2 separate regions of the Drosophila melanogaster genome follow, and region 1 is linked to region 2. Evidence: chromatin contacts called from public Hi-C data. All regions are on one chromosome and are shown on one strand. Each heading gives the region's core, a stretch centred on a gene start, on an enhancer-like site or on the middle of the called end of the contact. The rest is flanking DNA. Distances are from core to core; before and after follow the strand shown.

Evidence for each region. A called contact is a pair of places that touch in the nucleus more often than the background predicts.
Region 1: a contact with region 2 is called in a Hi-C map of the Kc167 cell line, with 2.1 times the contacts expected there. The contact joins the promoter of CG1998 here to the promoter of CG1640 in region 2. A contact is called at or near these places in 4 of 107 Hi-C or Micro-C datasets (the Kc167 cell line, the OSC cell line and the S2 cell line).

What each region holds. Positions count from the first base shown.
Region 1 is chrX:13,409,518-13,415,992 of dm6, forward strand. It overlaps CG1998, which reads right to left and starts at 3,557. Exons shown (of 7, transcript NM_132659.3): 1 at 3,465-3,557; 2 at 2,970-3,405; 3 at 2,745-2,899; 4 at 1,835-1,908; 5 at 825-1,000; 6 at 297-751; 7 at 1-232. The coding sequence starts at 3,179. The coding sequence ends at 82. It overlaps Set2 (SET domain containing 2), which reads left to right and starts at 3,725. Exons shown (of 4, transcript NM_132660.4): 1 at 3,725-6,475. The coding sequence starts at 3,950.
Region 2 is chrX:13,366,427-13,372,884 of dm6, forward strand. CG1640 reads left to right here and starts at 4,180. Exons shown (of 7, transcript NM_167365.1): 1 at 4,180-4,376. The coding sequence starts at 4,361. It overlaps dmrt11E (doublesex-Mab related 11E), which reads left to right and starts at 1,765. Exons shown (of 3, transcript NM_078591.3): 1 at 1,765-1,824; 2 at 2,067-2,814; 3 at 3,573-4,046. The coding sequence starts at 1,774. The coding sequence ends at 3,907. It overlaps Syt12 (Synaptotagmin 12), which reads left to right. Exons shown (of 6, transcript NM_132650.2): 6 at 1-1,753.

The DNA of each region.
Region 1 (6,475 bases), core at 2,307-4,806, 42 kb after region 2:
GTCATATCACAATTGAAATTTGTATACACAGATTGAGAAATGCTTGCTGCCCATGCACAAGAGAACTTTCACTTCGCCGCTTTACTTCATCGTCGGATCGGGGAATGCATCGCGCGGCGGCTTGAAGCTCAGCATCATGATGTGTCGCGCATACGACTTGGTGGCCCGGAAAAGGGAATCGGTGCCATGGAGGCGATCCAAGACGCCCAGCACGCCGAAACAGTTGTTGAATCTGTCGGTTGGCAAGGAAAACAGCATATTAGCCTAGTTTATATCACTAGTTGCCAATCAATTACTTTAAATGGTGAAAATCATGCGCCTCGGGACTGGGAAAGAACGGCAGATGATAGCCGGAGTGGGCGTTGAGTGTTGAAAGGATGGCCAGGGCGAACCACAGCCACGCGGTGGCCACATGGCTGCCCATGAGAAAGACGCCCAGGAAGGGCGGCAACAGGTTGCTAAAGATGTGCTCAATGGGATGGCAATAGATGGCCGTCACCGAGATGGGGGCCGTCCACTCATGATGCTGCTTATGGATGTACTTGTAGATGTGCTTGTGGTGCAGCAGACGGTGCGAATAGTAGAATCCCAGCTCCTCCATCAGGATGCACACGGTCAGCTCAAAGCAGACCCAGTGGAATGTGGGCAGGTCACGAATGTCGCTCAGTCCACGGATCTCCATTAGTCGATAGCTGGCATAGGCCAATGGTATGCCCACGAATATCTGGTTGCAGACCACGCACCAGATCACCTGGAATTCGGAGGGGTCAGACAGTGGGATCAATTGAATATAAATTTCTCGATCGATCGATCGATTGCATTACCTTTAGCAGACGACGAACCTCCACGGGCTCATTGGTGCCCGGCTGGATCTTGTACTTGCGCAGACAGGCGGGCCGATTGGTCAGGTCCATGAAGGTGTACAGTGTGCCCACGGTCCAGTAGACGAGCATCGTGAATATGGTGGTACCGAAGACCCAAAGAACCATGGGCTCGTCGCCTGGAAGATTTGTTTATTTCAAATTGAATTAATAGCTGGCGATAAAAGAGTCTATAAGTGATGCCTTAAAGTATGCAAAGTTATAATTGGAATCCAAAATTTAAATAGATGCATAGTGAATTGATTCATATGAGAATGGATGTTATTAAATCTATAAATGTATAAAGAAATATCCAAGCAACAGCTGGATATAAATCATATGTAGACCGTAAAAAAAAGCAGGCAAATAAACCCATAAAGATAAGTGGCTTAAGTAAAGTTCTTAACGCAATGAATCGTGTGAATTGTAAATTGTAAACGCTGTAAGGAAAATGCAATAAAACGGGCCTATGAACCCTGTTTACTCAGCTTCTGACTTTGAGCTTAAGCAAAATCGGTTAACCGATGAGCCCGGAACATTGAGCCCATTGTGCAATGCGTGAATTAACGTATTTACTCTGGCCAAACAGAGTTATGGTTAAATAATAAGTGTGGCTAACCCGATTGGGGTGTGTGAGTACTAAACATTTGTTTGCTGAAGAATTCAAATTTGCGTGAGTAACGCGGCGATTCATTTCGCCTAATTGGCAGCACTTCTGGTTGCATTTGTATCTGTATCTCTTGCATGTGTCTCTTTGTATCTTTGTGCCCGTATCTCTGTGTCTGTGCGATGGAATTAGTAAACAAAACAGTTGTTGTTGACATTTTGCTGTGTCGCCCAGTGGCTGAGAGTTGCAATTTGCACAGTATCGCCCATGTACACAATGTACACAAAGAGAGGAGCAAAGTTTACCTGTCAACTTATCCATTCTTTTACCCTTTGTTTTGGATATGATACTTGTTAGATTCACTTACCGAACGAGTCGATGAATTTGTCCCACTGCGACTGCCAGAAATCACCGGAGGCTCCCCAAAAGCTCTGCAGATGCCTGGCATAGATATAAGAAACCTCCATGAATTTATCCTCCATGGCTCGTAATCTCAGTGTGTATATGTATATGTTCTGGTTCTTGCAGAATTGGCTTTCTCCCGATTCTTCGCTCTCTCTCTCTCTCTCTCTCTCGCTTTCTTCACGCAAATCGCGTGTCTTCGCTGCTGAGCGTCGCAAAGGCAACTGGCGATTTTGATCGCAGGGAAAAGCGCAGCTCACAAAACCGAAGCTCAACTTAGTTCCACACTCTCGCCAAAAAAAAAAAATGAGAAAGAGAGAGTGTGGGGAAGAAAGCAGAAAACCGAACTTTGGATGCCCTTCTATGTCGTTTGTGATCTAGAAATCTATGGTATGCTATGCTAACCTCGTTCATAAAGGCAATTCGAGTAGATTTTCGCCTTAGAAAGCCTATTTCATGATTGCACTTTCAATTTGTCTATTATTCTATAGCAATGAAGAGTATACGCTTAAATAACTAAACAAACACGCTGATTACTATTCCGTTCTCTTCACCTGGGAATATAGTGAAATCTAATGCAACTCTTATATAATGGTCCACTCTGAGGTCACAAGGGCTATCGACTCAGAATGCGGATTTTAAATTTTGCATTTTTGAGCAAAAAAAAAAAAAACAAATTATGATATCAATAAGCTTATAATAATGCAATCATTGCCCCAAAACTATTTTCAGCTATTATCTTTACTAATTGGGTAAGTTGGCCCAGAAGCTTCCATTTAGATTGAAAATCTGTGTGAAAATTACTAAGCCCTAAACGAGGAGAGGTGCCAGAAGGCGGGAGAAAGCGGACTCCCGCCCAGAATCCCGATAATTACCAGGTGAGCACGTTGCGGAACAGAATGAAGGCGGCCAGGGCGCAGGTGATGATGAAGATGACGCTGTGCAGCGAGGACAGCCAAACGTCGGCGGTGCGGGCGTCATCCCAGTTTTGCAGCGGTGAACCAGGCAATGGTGTCTGTTCCTTGGCATTCTGGGGGATCAGGGGATTATTAATTATTATTATTATTAGTATAGAGTAGATGTGATTCCAGCCGGCTTACATCATTCAGGTTGAGGTAGACCGGCGGCAGACCCGCCTTGTCCTTGACGATTCCACCGCCCAACGAATAGGAGGAGGAGGATGATGATGATGAGGAACTGTTCCCAGAGCTTCCCGCTTGCTGGGACACCGAAATGGGCGAGGATGCGGATAATGAGCCGGATGAGAGGCCCATGCTATTTGGCGGTTTTCCGTGCACCGGATTTGACATATTTACGTCTTAATCTCGAGTAGTTTCCCGGTTTTTCTTACTTTCCTTCCGAAACTTTCCCAGTCAAGTTGCTCTCTCGCTCTCTTCGTAGATTTTCCGTTGCTTTCCTATTGTTTTTGTTGTGGCTTTTCCGTTGTCCTTGACATTTAACGCATTTCGATTTTTCGATTGTTTGGCAGCCCATGTGCGTGGAATTCGAAACGAATTCGGCCTGCTGGCAAGCGCACTGAATAAATAATAATAATTATAAATAATTGTTAACTTTGCAACATGAAACGTTTGTACAAAACAAAAAAAAAGTGCGAGCGATTATTTTTGAATTTTCCTAATCAAGCTCTCTCGCTCTCTCTCTCTCTATCGCTATCTCGCACGCAGTGTGACCATGCCAAGCATGGCCAATAATATACCACAGACTGAGCGAGGACATCTACCCTGTACGTAGCCTAGGTACTCATCCCGAAAACAAAATCTCGCTTGGCAACACTGCGCGCAGTGCATAAACAACAAGAAAGAAGAAGACCGCCGACGGAGAGAAAAATCGAAGTTGCATTGGTATTGGTGTCTCGCCGTGTGCATGTGACAGCAAGTGCAGTTAGTTTCTAACTAATCGTTTCAGGGATTTGGGATGGCACGCAAAGAGTAGATATCACTGCAAATCGGACACAAATCTGCATCCCCCGTCGTTGGACTGCGCGATTTAGCATCCGGAGGCTGCGGCTAGCCCGCTGCGCTACACCCGCCGCACCACCCCGCCCTCACTTCGCCCACAAATGGAGGAGTCGGGTCCGCCAAGCAATCCGTCTCCGGTTGCGTCACGTGGCCGCGGACGTGGTCGCCCGCCGAAAGTGGCGCTTTCCGCGTTGGGAAATACGCCCCCGCACATTAATCCATCGTTAAAACACGCCGATGCAGAGGCATCGCCCACGGCGCCGGAGGATCAGGATTCCGGACAGAGCGAGTGCCGGCGCAGTTCGCGCAAGAAAATCATCAAGTTCGATGTCCGGGATTTGCTAAACAAGAACCGCAAGGCGCACAAAATCCAGATCGAGGCACGGATCGACTCGAATCCCAGTACCGGCCACTCCCAGTCAGGCACAACTGCAGCATCCACATCCATGTCAACAGCAACAGCATCAGCCGCATCTGCATCCTCAGCCGCGACCGTGAGCCGTTTGTTTTCCATGTTCGAGATGAGCCACCAATCATTGCCGCCACCACCACCGCCGCCAACCGCCCTCGAGATCTTCGCCAAGCCAAGACCCACACAGAGTCTGATTGTGGCCCAGGTTACCAGTGAACCATCGGCTGTTGGTGGCGCACATCCTGTGCAGACGATGGCCGGCCTGCCGCCGGTGACACCTCGCAAGCGGGGTCGTCCCCGTAAGAGTCAACTAGCGGATGCGGCCATTATTCCAACTGTCATTGTGCCCAGCTGCTCCGATTCCGATACGAACTCCACCAGCACGACCACTTCCAACATGAGCAGTGACAGCGGCGAGCTTCCTGGCTTTCCCATACAGAAACCCAAGTCCAAGTTGCGGGTCTCACTCAAACGCTTGAAACTGGGCGGCCGGCTGGAGTCCTCCGATTCGGGGAACTCGCCATCGTCCTCTTCGCCGGAGGTTGAGCCACCAGCACTCCAGGATGAGAACGCCATGGACGAACGGCCAAAGCAGGAGCAGAACCTGAGCCGAATGGTCGATGCCGAGGAAAACTCCGATTCCGACTCACAGATCATATTCATTGAGATCGAAACGGAGAGCCCCAAGGGAGAGGAGGAGCAGGAAGAGGGACGGCCAGTCGAGGTGGAACCACAAGATTTGATCGACATCGACATGGAGCTGGCCAAGCAGGAACCAACTCCCGACCCGGAAGAAGATCTAGATGAGATTATGGTGGAGGTGCTCAGTGGGCCACCCAGTCTCTGGTCAGCGGACGATGAAGCCGAGGAAGAGGAGGATGCGACAGTTCAGAGAGCCACTCCACCGGGAAAGGAGCCTGCAGCGGATTCCTGCTCTTCAGCTCCACGGCGCAGCAGGCGGTCAGCGCCGTTGAGTGGCAGCAGTCGCCAGGGGAAGACTCTCGAGGAGACCTTCGCCGAGATAGCCGCTGAGAGCAGCAAGCAGATCCTGGAGGCGGAGGAATCACAGGATCAGGAGGAGCAGCACATACTGATAGATCTCATCGAAGACACGCTAAGTGAGTCAGAGGTTACGTCGTCCGTGTCGCCCACTATCGAGCACATGGTGGTGGAAGAAGTCGTAGTCGAAGAGAACCAGTTGGTGGATGAAGCGGATGAAATCCTTGATTCCAAGCAAGAATTTGTCATTAAAAAAGTATTTTCAGAGTCAGACAATATTGCTGCAAGCTTGAACAAAGACATTTTCGAGCCAAAAGTGGAAACTAAAGCTACGTGTGGCGAAGTGGTCCCACGGCCAGAAATGGTCACCGAAGATGTTTATATTACAGAAGGAATTGCTGCAACTCTTGAAAAATCAGCCGTAGTAACAAAACCAACTACAGAAATGATTGCAGAAACAAAACTATCCGATGAAGTCGTAATAGAGCCGCCACTAAAAGATGAATCCGATCCAAAGCAAACGGAGGTAGAACTGCCCGAATCGAAGCCAGCAGTAAACATTCCAAAGTCCGAGCGAATTTTATCCGCCGAAGTGGAAACGACGTCGTCTCCACTTGTGCCGCCAGAATGTTGCACCCTGGAAAGTGTAAGTGGACCGGTACTATTAGAAACATCATTGTCAACGGAAGAAAAGTCGAACGAAAATGTAGAAACCACTCCATTGAAGACTGAGGCAGCGAAAGAGGATAGTCCACCGGCCGCTCCGGAAGAAGAGGCATCGAATAGTTCGGAAGAACCTAATTTTTTGCTAGAAGATTACGAAAGCAACCAGGAACAAGTAGCTGAAGACGAAATGATGAAGTGCAACAATCAAAAGGGGCAAAAGCAAACACCGTTGCCAGAGATGAAGGAGCCCGAGAAACCCGTCGCCGAAACTGTGTCCAAAAAGGAGAAGGCAATGGAAAATCCGGCCAGGTCTTCGCCAGCAATTGTGGATAAAAAAGTACGCGCAGGTGAAATGGAAAAGAAGGTCGTAAAATCCACGAAAGGGACTGTTCCAGAAAAGAAAATGGATTCGAAGAAATCTTGTGCAGCCGTAACTCCTGCTAAGCAAAAAGAGAGTGGAAAATCTGCAAAGGAAGCTATTTTGAAGAAGGAAACTGAAAAGGAGAAGTCTTCAGCAAAATTAGATTCGTCATCACCTAATACACTGGAT
Region 2 (6,458 bases), core at 2,930-5,429:
GTCGCATACAGCGAGCGAAATAATTGCATAAACTGGCATTATCTATCTATTAGATATTATTTCTATATAGCATATTTATTTCCATTCTTGTTTATGGAAACAGAACATTTGTAGATGTGTGTCCCAAAAAGGGCCTGTTTATCTTACTTGGCTACATTTCAGAGCTCTCATATTATTTTACCATTTCAAATCATCTGCCACTTGGCAGCTCAAATTTCCCACTTTAAGTTCCATTCTCGTTGGGTAAATCCAATGAAAACTGATAGATAGAGATCGTAATGGAGTAAAATCAATAATGATAGCATTGATAAAGCCAATGGAAATACAATTATTTCGCGAGCTGTATGGTTTAGCCTAGCGACCAGTGAGCCTGTTATATTAGAACTCTATAGATAGATCGTCGTTTGGCAATCAAACGTTGTTGAATTTGAAGCCCAAATCGAAATCGAGAACAAAACTCGATAACCGATAATCGATAATCGAGAATCGAGAAGCGGCGAGCCCTTTAAGCATTGTGATATGATATAATAGCAAACGAAGTGAATTCAGAGTGCGTCTGTGTCAAGAGCGGAGAATCGTATCGAAGGAAATCAAAGTATTTACGATAGCTACAATCCATAGTCGATATAAAATATTAATAATAATACTAATAATATTATTGATGATATATAGGTACCATATGTAATGTTTGTACTTTTGTGATTTGTGTTCGTTCAAATTTTTTGTAGGGCCGCGTGTTTTGTAATTTAGATTTAGTTGGTTCAAGGATCAAAACTTTTTTAAGCGAATGTTATATATATACACGCACCGTTAATACACACATAGATTTCAATTTAGAGAACGTTTTTTAAACAGTAAAGGACAATAACTTTGCAAGCATTTACCATATGATTCCATGTTAAACACAAGTAATTATAATTACCAAACATTAAACAAAAGTTCGTTGTTGGTCCCGTTTTAACATGAACCGATTGTCCGCTACAACCTTATAATATATGATGATCATAATGTATATGATCCTGAGACCATAATAGAACGCACTCGAATACACGAATAGTACTTTCCTAGTCGCACCTGCATTTTGACCAACCAACCAATCGAATCGAAAACCTGGCACATTTCTAGCTCAAGCTTTAATCAATGTAATCCTCTAATAGAACTCAGTAACGTTTTTGAATCACACTTACTAAATGGATATAAAATACATATATGTATGCAGAGGGACAGTGCGTTTCACAATTGTATGAAGTGAGATAATAGCATTTATTCATTCGGTTCGAAGAACACAATTTCCCATTTGACAACTTTTTGCGGTAAGTTCGATTACATATCCTAATTAAAAACAGCTGGCTGAATTCGAAATTATTTGACAATCGCCAACAGTTGGCCATCATTTGTTCCGAAATTTAAAAGATTGTTACTTGTGAAACGCGCTGCACCGTATATATAAGCATATATGTATATATTTACACAAAAAATATATAAAGAAGGCATTTAAAAGGCATTAAATGGAAAGTCCTTTCACCTAAAAACTTCTAGTATATAAATCGCTGAGAATTTTTTTTTCTTTTTTTTACGTACTATTAGCTAATGAAACGATATGGCTAAACTCGAGTTGAATTTGTATTTATACGGAAATATATATATACATATATATATATGTGTGTACGTGCTATATAAGATAATGAATGCTACAAATTGTTATACACGTAAACCGAAATTGACTCAAATAAACGAATAAAGATATTAAACGAAGACAGGCCAGAAATCAATATGCACTTTGACGAAACACGGAGTCCAAACAAAGATGTACGGATTGGAAAGGTATAGTGAAACATGCCTATAAAGAACCATAGAAGATTCACAGATACTTTTACCTTCTTAAATTCTTTAAGATGCCCCAAGTAATTGATTAAGCAAGTGATCCATAACCTATATATATATGCTATATATGTATATATTACTAATCTTTGAAATCGCTTTCAATGAGTTCCTCCTGTAGTCGAATGTATCTTTTGCATGCTGATGCGAGACATCTGTGCGGCCATTGGATCTTCTATATTTAGAGCCAGCGATTAGCAGCCAATGGCAGGCAAGGAACCGATCCCGAGTCCGATCCCTTGCATGCTCGCTGTGTTGTACCTCATGCTAGTACACCTCGTGGGCGTCGGATACCCTGGGGACACAACGACGACGACGACGACGGAAACCACTTGACGCTGCCAGACAGTCTGACGGCGACAAGTAGCTGCGGTTGCCAGTGCTTAAATGTTCGCGCCCCGTTCCACATCCTTTTAGTCGATCAGCAAGCGAGGATGAGCAAGGACGCCAGTGTTAGGATTTGCCAGCGGGAGCGACGTCTCCTGCGGACGCCGAAGTGCGCCAGGTGTCGCAATCACGGCGTCATCTCCTGTGTCAAGGGTCACAAGCGTCTGTGCCGTTGGCGCGAATGCTGCTGCCCCAATTGCCAACTGGTCGTCGATCGCCAGCGGGTGATGGCCGCCCAGGTGGCCCTGCGACGTCAGCAAACCATGGAGGCTCTGGAGGCCACCGCATCATCTACAAAATCCACGGGCGTAACAACGGCCAGTGCCAACAACTCCAGCAGCAGCGAGGGCGAGGACTCCCTCAGCTCCACTTCACCACCGCCGGCACATTCACATCCACATTCGCATTCGCATCCCACATCTTGCGTTAGCAACTCATCTTCATCCTCGGCCACCCGACAGGCTCTGATGGCCCAAAAGAGGATCTACAAGCAGAGACTACGCAGTTTGCAGCAATCCACATTGCATATCACAGCCGCCATGGAAGGTTAGTATGGGACTACATAAATAAGGATTTATGTACATATCAAAAAGGATATCTATCTATGAGTCCGCAATCAAATAGACACTTTCCAATTTGGAAATTATTAGATGTCGTAAAGTAGACGACACAGCTGAAATGATAAGTACATTCCCTACTCACACGCTTTCCCATACGGTGCCAGACTGTCTGGTCCGTTCGTAATCGGAGATCCTCTCCGGTCTCCAGTCTCCTGTCTCCCGCCGCCCATCTTCCGTCTCTTTTCCTCTGTCCATGGACGTGGTCGTGGTCGTGGACAGGAAATGACTGATGCCCAACAATAACAACAGCAATTATTCGACTGACGAAAAACAATTGAAATCGGATGCTTCGAAATGTGTGTGTGCAGTGTACGCACATTTTCCAATCACTTGAGGGGAGTCACATTCGGTAAGCTGAGACGCGACCAAAAACGGAAAAACCCATCCGACTCACAAAAAGAGCCAAATGTGGCAACAGCAATTGACTTCTTTCTGGGTTTTCCATCTGGTTCCATCCGAATAAGTGGAGATCCCGAAACCGGTCCGAAGTTGAAACAAAAAAACAAAAAAAAAAAAACGGTGCCAGGCTGTCTGGTCAGGCGACGCGTGTCTCGGATTACCCAATAATAAATTGTTTCAATTTGGAATACCCATTCATAACGAATCGCGGCAATTTGTAGTGATAACGCCCCCACCAAAACCCTCACTAATTTCAACCATTCCTTTTGGTTCGTTCTCTTTCAGAATACAAACAGCGATTTCCCACGTTCAGCTCGCCATTGATGGAGCGCATGCGCAAACGGCGGGCATTCGCCGATCCGGAACTGAACCATGTCATGGAGGCGACGCTGGGCGGTAACGCTTTGTACTTTGCCACCGTTGCCGCCGCCGCCGCCGCCTGCGCACCCGTTCATCAGGAGCAGCACATTTATCACCCGATGCCGCCGACGATACCGCTAACGATCCCGCCCACAAATCCAGCGATGACCACGCCCGCAGTCACCACTGCCTCCACCGGCAGTGGCAAGAAGCCCAAGCTGAGTTTCTCCATCGAATCCATCATGGGCATCAGCACGTAGCCATGGCTTTCTAGGGCTTACTACCCATCATTTTTTCCAAATGCACTCTGTACATAATTCTAGCGTTAGAAAACCCATTTTTTTGAATAGCAATAAGTTTCGAGTGAAATAAAACATGCGAAAAGGTTTTGTAGAAGAGAAAAAAAAGCTTACCAAACTATTGATAAAAATTCTTTTATACGGAGGAGATATTCACAGAAATCTTATTTTCTAAGAGCTATCATAACGAACTTGAAAAGAATACTATATAAACAAACCTAAGTAGACTATGGGTAAAATGTAGGGCATAGCTTGTTCATACATTTTCGGGCCAGGATTGAATCGACACAAAACTAATTCAATGGGACACTCCTATAACAATCAATTTCAGTGATATATGAAGATGCGCACAAAGCCAGCAAAATTGTTTAAGTGAATTTAAAGCCTTACACGAAAAACAAGCAAAGAGCAAAGATGTTTAAAAACAGAAGTAAGTTCATAATTAATAGAAATAAACGAAAGTTAGTTAAGATCGCAATTAATCGATATTTAAAAAGAGCTATTTATAAAACACATTAGTTTGTTTTTGAATGCTCTGAGCTTTCCAGTGTTGGTGCAAATCGCTGGTCTATCGATCTATCGCCGTCTATCGAAAGTTTGGCTGCGAGGGCTGCAGACGTGATATTTTTAAAACTTAATCGCTGCCCGCTTCATCGTGACTTTTGCCCGCAAGAAAAACATATAGTCGGTAAATACTGCCAGCACTTCATTTTCCATCTCGGTGCGGTTTCAGTTCTTGTTGTCAGTTCCTTAATTGCGTCTAGCGGCCAAAGAGCTTTGAATTTTTGATACGATTCTGATTGGAGCTCGCACGCCGCACATATTCGCACACACACACACACGTACGCGCACACACACGCAGCCAAGCAAGCACACACGTTTTTATTAGGTATTTTATATACAGACATATCGCGTTTATTAATAAGTTTATGCAAGTTCTTGGGATCACAACAAACGCCGTTAGATAATCGCCACGCCCACTTGCGCCCATCAAGGTGAAACGACTAAAAAGTGCAGCGAAAAATCGATTTTTTGCTCTTGAACTGCCGACGTATATATGTATATATGCATGTGCATATATGTACATATATATAAACACAGTGGCCGAGAAATTCTAATTGGGAGCAGCGAGGAAGTGACAGTGAAAGTGATTTGTGCGCCCAAAAAAAAATCTAATACACAATAGTACCCTGATTTTGTTTATCGTTCTGCGTGCGTTTCCCTAATTGAATTGCGTGCCGTGTTATTGTTTTTTTTTTTGTGCTCAATTTGTGCGGCGTCAACAGCTGTTTAGCAACCCAATTAGCACATCAAAACACCCCCTTTACCCGTTATTTCTGCTTCTTTTTGTGTTGCTGTTGTTCGTTGCGCTCTACGTGTCAATCGGAGTTACAATATAATTTAATATAATTTACTAACGTTTGGCAAAAGTTGTGATTTTAGTAAATCCGAATGGCCGTGTTCTAATTGGATTCCTTATCGTTACTATCTTATCCAGTTGGTTTGTCTGATAATCCCCCCAATGCGGGGGGTGAAAGTGCAGGGGGGAGCGGGGTCTTTGAAGCAAAGTGCAGCCAGTTCACATAATTTTCTGTTTCAGATTTTTTTTTAACAGTTCGTTGCATAAGCCAGTTTTGTTGTCAAAACAATCACAAACAAAAGCGATACGCTGCATATATATATATCGCAGATAAACAGTGACTAACAAAAGTTGTCTCAAAAAAAAAAAAATGTTAAAATTTGAAAAATTTATTTAAAATAAATATTTGGAGGTAATGTTTCTTAAATTAATACGCAAAAGTTCTATGCACAGCTGCTTTAGATGGTTATCATATAAAAATTCTATTGGATATATTATTTTATATCTATCTATATCTATATATCGGCATCGTATTGAATTTGTCTTAATTAAGCAGAGATCACTGTATCGATGTTTTCTCATTCCCAAATTCTTACCCCTTTCCCCTAATTCTTAACCCTTTCGTCTATATCAATGCCATCAAAACCGCAACCGGTTTTCCAAAAAGTTATTGCCAACAAGTTTCAGTTTGTCTCGTCTAAACAATATACCTATATATATACACATACATTCATATATTCCAAAGATACATATGTGCGTATATAAAATAGCATACATTTGTGTATTTTTCGGGACCGGCATTTAGTACATTTTTAATTTAAAAACAAATAAATTCGCTGTCGCTAAAAAGAAAGCAAACAATCTGCGGCTGATTGATGCTGATTTTTGAGTGCGAAAAGTATAGTATTTTGGAGGTAATGTCGATCTTTGGTCATTGTCATGTTTCTAAAAGATTCTTTGTTCGTTTGCTCATTTTTTGCATTACGCAATTGGCGTTTCAAAGTGCAGAAATCAGAAAAGCTATATACATATATTCAATTGAAAGACAGGGAATCGTAAGCTGCGAATGGGACGTCACTGATAAGCTGCGCCGATTTGGCTCAAAGTCAAAAGTACGCTCAACTGATAGTGGCCCCCACCAATGGATGCCCT